Linked DNA regions of Macaca mulatta: region 1 is linked to region 2. Evidence: chromatin contacts called from public Hi-C data. All regions are on one chromosome and are shown on one strand. The core of a region is the stretch at or near the end of the contact, and the rest is flanking DNA. Distances in the headings are between cores, read along the strand shown. Region 1 holds the start of CISD2 (CDGSH iron sulfur domain 2). Region 2 holds the start of UBE2D3 (ubiquitin conjugating enzyme E2 D3).

Region 1 (5,022 bases), core at 2,057-4,556, 41 kb before region 2:
AACAGAGACTCCCTCTCAAAAAAACAAAACAAAAACCTAAATTAAACATAAATTAGATACTCACAATAATTTATCTTGAACGCCTCACTCTTGAAAATGTGACAAACAAAGATAGATAAGTTGTTTCTGATAGGTAAGAATTGCCTGTACTTAACTAGTATATGGTCATTAAAGATCTCCATGTGTTTTCTAAGAATGCAGAGTCATCATAAAAGAGTCAATTGCTTTAAAAAAAAAAAGCTAATTTCAATAGTGAAGGAAATGTAGGCAATAATAATGTGAACTCTACTGTTTTTTGCTCCAATTTTCATAAGAGAAAATGGAAATATTTTTTGGTCTCCTAGACACTTTAAACAATTGCTAAAAAGTTGTCTTCCAGGTTTTTATTTTAACAAAAGTCTACATTATGGATTCTACATGTAACTCATTTAAGAAAGCCAAATGTCATTAACTACTACAATCTATTCAGAATGGGAGACCAAGAGTCGAAAGTAGCCACTGAAATTTTTCTTCTATAATACTCCAAAATAAACCCTGCAATTGTTTCGTCCAATCCAAAAAGGGCTATCTCTTTTTTTTCATAAACCAGTTATTACAGGTATGTTCATGTTTCCTAAACAAACCAGCAATAAAATGAAAACTATTACCTATAGCCACATTGTAATGGGACTTAAGTTAAATGTATGTTATTAAAATACTTCTCAGAATGGTCATTATTTCTGAGAATCAGTCTTCATATTAAATATTTAACAACTTTAAAGAGGAAGTTACTATATATTCTTGATTTAAGAGGGAAAAAGTTTTGGTTGAGTTTTCTTAATGTCTTTAATAGGAATTAAATATTTGTTGACACTAGGGATCCTCGAGAAAAGAAAGCACACTTCTAAAATCTAGCCATTAAATCTAGTTTCATACTTTCTAATTTTCTTCAATTATACTTGATTTACAGAAAATTGAAACTAATATAAATGCAGCCACCATCTGGAAAAAATATACGTAATTCATTGGACGTTTTCCTTTCTTGACCGTTAAAAACTCAACAGTTAACTTATGCAAATTAGTAAGAAGGTAAGTTGACAAAAGGGTACAAATGTCACAAAAACCAGGTCAATACCGTTTTGGCCTGGTATTGCTATTTAAGTGAAGACATCCAAAAGGGAGAAATATGACAACTGGTATTTGCTTACTTGCCAATGAACTATTACATAGTGAATTTTAAAAAATAGAAACATTTCTAATTTCCAGTTGTAAGGGAATGAATAGTTAGGCCCATTGTGATGTTAAAATTAAAATCAGCATTTAGTTGTCAGGGAAAAAATGAGCATTACATTAAAATATGTAAGTTACTTAAGTAAAAGAAGTGGGGAAAGTCAAAATTGTATGGAATTGCTGCAATTCTGTCAGAGTAAACTGGTAGGATCAAAAGATTTTGATGTTTATAAACACTTGATGTGAAACGTTTTTCATTTTATTTTACTTTTGCATTGCTTCTGATGTTTAGATGTTCCTTTTTAATGTTTATTATTGTTACCATGCTTTCTATTCAATTGCATATTTTCTACTAAAACTCTTAATATTTAAAAAATATTAAAATCTCACAATCCACTCAACAGAGCGGCTGTCTGAGCATAATTCTATTGATCTCTAGATTTGGAAGAGAATTTGTCATCTAGTTTATCCCTTCTAAATCTATCGACCACCCACCACCAGAGTCTTTTTGTTTGTTTTCTTCATGTTTGAGAGGGGCTATTACCAAAGCACCACATTTGTTTGGGGAAAGCATTCTTTAATTAAAAAAAAAATCTTCCTTAGACTGAAATTCACCTCCCAATAACCTTCACTAATTTGGTTAATTTGGTATCAGTTCTATATTTTAGTCTACACAAATCTTATTTTTCTTCTACCAGACAGCGGTGCGATTGCTGTATTTTAGGTCAGGTACTATGGATCTTTAGAACGTTCGCGGCGAAGCAACCCTATTTACCTCAGAATTATCTTTTTTTTTTTTTTTTTTTTTTTTTTTTTTTTTTTTTGAGACGGAGTCTCGCTCTGCCGCCCAGGCTGGAGTGCAGTGGCCGGATCTCAGCTCACTGCTTATCTTAATTAATGTTTGCACTCCTGATAACCTAGGACACAGGAGTTCAATACTTGTTGATGTCTTCACCATCGGTCTGAGTTCCGTTTAGAAATATCCCCCTTACAACCAAACTCGGTCTGAGTTCCGTTTAGAAATATCCCTCTTAACAATGAAATGCTTGTAACTCAACACCATCTCCCGAGTGTTGACTGCATTCTGGAGATTTTCATCCTTTAGATGTGAAATCCTCATGAGTTCTGTGGGTTAAGTGAGGGCCCTTAAGTATAGAACGTTACATATATTCACTAAAATTCATTTTCTAAGATTTCACCCCCATACCGGCCTTCGAATACTTTCTTGGGTAAGGTACCTTTCTTCCAACTTAAGTTCCCTCAGCAGGCCCCGGGACCTAGAAACGGAGGTGACCTCAAATACCCCCATGATAGGTCAATTCTAACGTGAGGGAATGGAGGTTATCTCCTAATTTCGTAACTAAATAAAACGGTCATATACGTGTTACGTGTAAGTCTATATTTCTCTCCCACACACTCCCACCCAACCCACACGCTGAGGCTACAACCCAGCCGATAGCTGGGGCTGCCTGTTACATGAGGCCTTAGATAACGACTTATCTCGCTTTAAAATAAACAAGTACGCTACAGAGAGCGATGAGCAGGGCAGGAGATGAAAGAGACTGGCCTGCTCCCAACTCAGCACCTTCCAGCACCTTCTCTGCAAAAACCTGGTATCTTGCCACGGAATGACACCGGAGACAACTCCGAGGACAAAAGACTGGCACTTCAAGCACCTGGAGGCAGCCTCACAGGCGTTCCCCAGAGAGCTGCGCCTGCGCGCGCCCACCTTCCTCTGCGCGCGGGGATCACGTGCCAGGCGCCGAACTCCGTTCCGCCCCTTGGCCCTAGGATTTTTACGCCTCCTTCCCCCGCTTGGCAAGCGTGCAAGGATGGGGACTGGCTGATCGGGGAGGATTACCTGTGAGCCTAGCGAACCCGGTAATGCTTTCAGGAACTGGGAGCCGCTTCAGATATGCGGGGAGCTGCACCTTCACGATGCGGGCCACGCTCTCCAGCACCATCCTGGCCAGCGGCGTCCACTCCTCTCCTGAGCCCCCTCCGTTCTGGCCAAGCTGCAGCGCCTGCGCCGAGAGCGGAAGCGGCCGGCGGGCACTCGCGGCCTCGGCCTGGGCGGCGGGCCCTGGGAGGAGAGGTGACCTGCCGGGCGCCGATTGGCGGAGGGCGAGTGACGTACGCTCGCGGCGGACTGCCGAGCCGCGGGAACCGGCGGGTAGCTAGGCCCTCCTCGGAATCTTGTATGAAGGTGGCCACCCTGTTGGGCCTTTAACGTCTGTAGATGCTGGAGACCCGCAGAAAGGATACTGTGTACGATGAGTTAAGCATGTGAGAGTGCTTTCTAACCGGAAAGTGCCTTTCAAAAGTGAGTCTCTTGCTGTCTCCACTTCGTCCCCTCTCGCCCCGCCTCTTCCCCTACGGTTTGGGTTCTGTGGCCCTAGGGTTGCATACTCGTCCATGAGTATCCTCGCCCTACCCAGACCCCTGTGCCTAAGTTTACTCTTTCACCCCAAAAGCCAGGCTTAAAAAAATAAAAATTAAAATATTTTAACTAAACCAGGAACTGCTTACATCTCTGCCCCTTGGCAACTTAACTGCAGTCCTGGCTCCAAAACCTTCTCTGATTTTTGCCACTCAGATAAGATTCGTAGTAGTCCTTCCTTAGATATTTTCACTTCCTTTCCCTTCGGGAAAGTGGTAAAAGAATCTAAAGCCGATCGGGCGTGGTGACTCACGCTTGTAATCCCAGCACTTTGGGAGGCCGAGGCGGGTGGATCACGAGGTCAGGAGTTCGAGGCCAGCCAGGCCAAGATGGTGACACCCCGTCTCTACTAAAAATACAAAAATTAGCCGGGCGCGGTGGCGGGTGCCTGTCACAGCTACTCGGGAGGCTGAGGCAGGAGAATCGCTTGAACCAGGGAGGCGGAGGTTGCAGTGAGCCGAGAATGTGCCACTGCACTCTAGCTTGAGCAACAGAGCAAGACTCTGTCTCAAAAAAGAAAAACAAAACAAAAAAAGAGTCTAAAGTCTCATGTACTGTTTTCTTTATGTTGCAAGGCTTCTGCTAAAGTCTAGAGCAGGGGGTCCAATGTTATGGCTTCCCTAGGCCACACTGGAAGAAGAAGAATTGTCTTGGGCCACACATAAAATACACTAACACTAATAGTAGCTAATGAGCTTTTAAAAAAGAATCTCATAATGTTTTAAGAAAGTTTACAAATTGAGTGGCATTCAAAGCCATCCTGTTGGGCAAGCTTGATCTAAAGTATTCCTGAAGGTTTTAATTTTTTTGTTGTTGTTACAAGGTCGCGCTCTATCGCCCACGCTGTAGTGCAGTGGTGAGATCATAGCTCATTGCAGCCTCTAACTCCTGCTTAAAGGATCCTTCTGCCTCAGCCTTCCAAGTAGCTGGGTCTGCAGGCGTGTGCTACCACACCCAACTAATTTTTAAAAATTTTGTGTGTATGTAGATGGAGTCCCATTATATCCACCCAGGCTGGATAGTTGTTTTTATTAATATCTCTAAAAGATTTGAAGGGTAGGAGGAGAAAATTTCAGTCCCTTGAAATAACTTTCTTGCTATGACTTTGTTTCATATTTTGGCTGAAGTCAAAATGTCCGAAGTCGTGCACTTGCTGATTGGATAATGTTTGTGATATCTTAATAACGTGCCTCATTATTTACAGTTCTACACTTAACTAACAACATGTAATAACGAACTGCTCATGGTCCAGTGTTTCATTGTGTATGACAGTGTAACAGCCAGTTATAATAAATACTTTTTATTTTTCCCCTTGGTATTTTTATTTTACAGTGAGAAAAGGAAGAAATTTTTTAAAGCAATCTTTTAGTCTC
Region 2 (4,835 bases), core at 212-2,711:
AGTTTTCAAATTAAGTGTATTTTTAAAACAAGTTTATTTTTCCATGTGATTGAAGATCTCCACTTCGGTAACTGGGGTCATTAAGGAATATTAGAAAACCTTAAGCTGGTCAGTGCTTACCCACCTTTAAATTCCTCATAAAAATAAGGTCTTTCTTTTGCCTGAAGGATACACTAGAGAGCATAACTGCCCTCTCTATACTTTAAGCCCTTGACTAAAACAGGCCAGTCCTATTCATGTAAATCCCACCTCCCAACTTGGATATTTCAGGAAGTATTGTTTTGTTTTTCTGACTCTAAACTCTACCTAATTTCTTAATTAGTCTCAACACTTTCTGGCTCAAGAACTGAAACACAGCAACAGAAGCTAAAGGTAGAGAATTTAAGCTTGTTCCCACATCTACACCTTGGCGGATGGCAGCGACTGATTACGGAGACGAGTGAAAACCCTGCCCCTAACACTCTGCCCTAGCCTCATCCACTCAATTGAGCCTGAGTCAGCCCGATCCCTGCTCTTCTCTGTACTGCTCCTTCAGTGTCAGAGAGACACTAGACCTCAGCACGTGGGAGCGCTGATGAGCGGCCAACCTGGGTCTATTTAAAACTGCTATTCCCATCTTGAGGGGCGCCTACTCCCATAGAATAACCAGCCCAGGAAGGCAGGCGAGTAAATACTGCTCACCTGTTCCACCGGAAACCTCAAAATCCCGGCCCAACCTAAACTAAAGGTATCTGGTAATTAATCCTTGGCACCTCCCACCACACACTCCTGATTGGGCGCGTGAGAGAGGGCTGTGTCTGCGCGCGCTCTTACCAGTCCGGGGAATTCCATTTCCTCTTCCAACCACCGGTATAAGCATTCAGGGGCGGTGCTTTCCTGGCAGTGGCCCGCCCCAGTTCGAGCCGGTGCCTTACTGCGTCTCGCGAGATCTTGTACATTTTGGGGGCGGAACCCCGTCAAGAAGAGCGCACAAAACTGCTCTTAAGTCATTGCAGAGGTACCGCTTCGGTTAGCCAGCCACGAAGTTCTCGCGAGAGTCGTCTCCTCAATACCAAGTGAGGAAACTGGGGGACGCTGTGGGGAGGGGCGTGGGGCTGGATCGCGCAGCGGCAGCTTCCTTTACCTTCCTCCCATGGTCTCCTTCCGGTTCTCGATGCTTCTCTGAGCCTAAGGGTTTCCGCCACTCGTCTACCCTCCCCCAGCCCATGATCCGCCTCCCTCCCCCGCCCTTCTGGTCCAATCTCCGATCTGTTTAGTAAGAAGGTGCTGTTCCGAGAAGGAGAAGGAAAAGGGCTTGGCACGTATTCACTCGGCCCCGGACGTGGGAAGCAAGCCGTCTGGCTTCGGCCTCACATCGGTCCTGTGCTCGCGACGGCGGCGTTGGCGGACTGATCCGCGGCGGTGAAGAGGCAGGAGGAGGGGGAGGGGCGGAGCGTGGCAGCTGGCAGTAGTTCCGTCAGAGCGGACATCTTGTGGCTGTGTCGTGCGCGTGAGCCCCGTAGGGCCGGGGAGGCACCAGCTGCCGCGCGGGGAGGAGGCCGAGGCCGCAGCTTGAGGGAGGCCCCGGCCCCTCTGTACGCGTGGGTGTGGACGGCTAGGGCAGGGAAGGGAGGCCGGCCCAGTGGCCGGCCGGGTAAGAGGGGTAGTGCGGGCCCTGGGCGGCTTGAGCGGCCAGCCTATTGGGTGCGGTGGGGTAGGGTGGGAAGGCTGGAGAAGCCGCGGCCTCTCCTGCTGGAGGAGGAGGGGGAATGGGCGCGTCCTCGCGCCTAAGCCGGAGCCTCAGGGACAGCACGGGCGCGTGGTGGAGGTGGCTGGGCGGGCGCGCGCGGGAGCGCGCTGGGAGGCGGAGTGAGTGTACGGTGGCGTCAGAGGCGACACAGAATAGCTCGCTGCGAGGACAGCAACACACATCAAACCTCCCTTCCTTTATTTCCTTCCCCTACCCGGCCGCACCTTTGGGCAGAAACCAAAAGCAGCCCGGCGTCCGTCCGGAGTCTTCTGCTTCCCCCTCCCCCCTTGCCTTTCTTTGCCCTAGTGACGCCGGTATAGCGCCGACTAGGCCCCGGCTCCTCCTCTGCTGGGCTCCGGACCCTGCCCCGCACCCACCCCTTTCTCCTACGCCTCTTCCTCTCCCACCCGGGTCTCTTCCTTTCTAGAGGCCGGGAAGTTAAACTTGTAGCCACCACCTCCGCTCTTCCCGTCACCCTCGCCCCCACTTCGGGCCGAAAACACAGTACTGAGGCTGTTGGTGGCTTTGCCACGCCACCCCACCCACCCCGGATCGCGGCCGCCTTAAGGGACCTGGATTCATCAGGGGCTCTCCGGGGCCTGTGCGAGTGCTGATCTGCTCCGTTTTTGCAAAAGGCGCCTGTGTCTGGCAGAGCCGCTGTGAGACGAGACAATCCTGCCCCGCCGCCGGGATAATCAAGAGTTTTGGCCGGACCTTTGAGCATACACCGAGAGAGTGAGGAGCCAGACGACAAGCACACACTATGGCGCTGAAACGGATTAATAAGGTAACCCGCGGGGACAAGGGAATTGGGGTGGTAGTAGAAAAGGAAGGCTCGGGCCAAGAGGAAAGCGTGGGGGTGGAAAAGAAGCATAATTCTGAAAATACTAGTTGGATCACTTCTTCCATTGGGGGGGATGGAGAACGCGGATATACTTGAAGAAATGAAGGTTAAAGTTAGGGAACGGAGAACACTTGTGGCAAGTGAGATGTTATGAGTGTGCTTCAGTGGAATCGGTGCAAATTAGGGGTGGAGGAGAGTGACTTAAGGCGCCTTTATTATTTTATTTTTTTGCTGCTTAAGAGTTCTTCTGGGGGTCCGAATTGCGGAGAGACGCTCCAGCAGATGTCATGGCGCTTCCTATTCTTGGTGCTTGAAAACTTACTTTAGTTGTGAGATCAAGGTTATCTAGGTCTTTTAGCGGGGAGAAAGAAAACTCGGAGGGGAGAAAAAAAATCTGGGGAGTCCGGAACTTGACTGAGGGTCGGGTAGAAGTCTCGCATATTGAAGGACAGTGAGTGAGTCTAGTAGAAACTCTTCGTCGACTCTGGGCAGGTTATACCGAATAAGTGGGTTTGGGAGGAGATGGAATGACACAGTGTTGCCACTTCCTGTATTTTGTAGTTGCGGCTTTTCACCCGAAGCTATTTATCCGAGGGACACCGGGAACTGATGTAAAAGGTCTTCTGGAAGCTCCCTTTTCCTTTTGGCTGGGGAGTGGGGGTGGATAAGGGGTGCGATGGCAGTAAGGGAAAGCTAGATGTACCTATTTTTGCCTCATTCTATTTAATAACACTGCTGGGAAAGATTCTTTCGTTACTTGAGTGGTTTGATAGTATATTATCGATTTAAGTTGGAAAAAAACTATGGTTTTTCATAGCTCTGGGAGTGAGCGGAACCTCCACCTCCGGTGGTTTAGTCTCATTTTCTTGCTCTAACTTCTATCCCGCATTTTAAGATGGCGGCTGCTTTAACTGGTTCAGGCTCTTTCCGGCGTCTCCTTTCGTAATAATGTGAAATAATATGCTTTATTAAATGTTAACTTTTGTATAGGGTTGTGCACTGCTCTAAGATCCTCTGCTCAAAACTTATCTAAATTCAAACTCTTAGATTGTATTTCCCTTTTTTGTGACTTGTGTTTGTGTGGTGTGTTTGGTTGTTGCACAATCGAGGAGGGTGGAGTATTTACAGCTAACTTGAAAAAAATGTCATGGAATAAATTCAGCCCTACTAGAAAAATGGTGGGGGGGCGGTGAGTGTTAGAAACTTTGGTTTTAATAGATTACTTTTTTAAGAAGAGTTCTGAGAGGAATGGCAAGAACTTGCCTTTACTAAAATAGACCTGATACTACTACATTTGCATGTATTTAATTATGACTGAAGTTTATTTGGCAAGATTGGTGTTTCATGAAAGAGGAAGGTTTAAATCTTCATTCAATATATATTGATATGAAATCTTGAATTTTGTTTTAGGCCTTCATTACATCGTCATTTTGGGTTATGCGAAATAAAAATTTAAATCTTTGTATTTGCGAAATGAAAGAAAAGAGGAAGAAAAGCTTTTTAGGAGTTAAGAATTAAAGTAAAATATATTATTTTGAAATAATATCCTCTTCCTGTGACCACTTTAAAGGCCAGGAACATATTGGAGAAGCCTAGTTGTATGTTATAGTGTAGTTTACGCAACGAGCATAACATTCAGTACAAATAAAAGTCTATTCTGTTGGAATTAGTTTAGGCCACTAAAATGTGGAGTCGTTCTAGATCCATAGCTTTTTGTGCATGTGGAACAGAACACGTTAAAGGAAGGTCTCACTGATTTTTTTTCTCTTACAGGTCATACCCAGCTGCTGTGACACCAGTTAAATGATTTAAAAGCTTTAGAGAGGCAATGTAACAGTGGCTAAGAGTGTTAACATTGGAGCAGAAATGCTCCAGTTAGAATTCGAGCTCTGGGCAAGTTCGTGTGCCTTTACAAGAAGGGTATCTGTTGTAGTATAAACAATAAATGGCTGTTTGCCTAATATGTACCAGGCACTGTTTTAGACATTGGGTTGGCAGCAGTGAACAAAACAAATTTTAAGTTCGTAGATTTGTTTTGAGGATTAAATGGATTAATATGCAGATTTGAACAGGCCCTTGATATATGACACTCAGTTATTACTGCTATTTTAATGTCACAATTTATAATTCTTAACCGTTTTTGTTTAAGAAATTTGATTTCTAGTTTAATACTCTTAGTTAATATAAGGTTGTCTTCTGGTATTTTAAAAATAATTAATATTCGAAATAATATTTTGAAGATTTTATGTAATATAGACACAA

What was found. A called contact is a pair of places that touch in the nucleus more often than the background predicts.
Region 1: a Hi-C map of prefrontal cortex shows a contact between it and region 2, with 6 times the contacts expected there. The contact joins the promoter of CISD2 here to the promoter of UBE2D3 in region 2. A contact is called at or near these places in 5 of 14 Hi-C or Micro-C datasets (blood, fetal cortex germinal zone, fetal cortical plate and 2 more).

What each region holds. Positions count from the first base shown.
Region 1 is chr5:112,234,745-112,239,766 of T2T-MMU8v2.0, reverse strand. CISD2 (CDGSH iron sulfur domain 2) reads right to left here and starts at 3,306. Exons shown (of 3, transcript XM_015138895.3): 1 at 3,071-3,306. The coding sequence starts at 3,173.
Region 2 is chr5:112,191,877-112,196,711 of T2T-MMU8v2.0, reverse strand. It overlaps UBE2D3 (ubiquitin conjugating enzyme E2 D3), which reads left to right and starts at 1,461. Exons shown (of 8, transcript NM_001261204.1): 1 at 1,461-1,574; 2 at 2,365-2,516. The coding sequence starts at 2,493. LOC106998434 (a long non-coding RNA gene) reads right to left here and starts at 1,390. Exons shown (of 3, transcript XR_001444887.3): 1 at 814-1,390.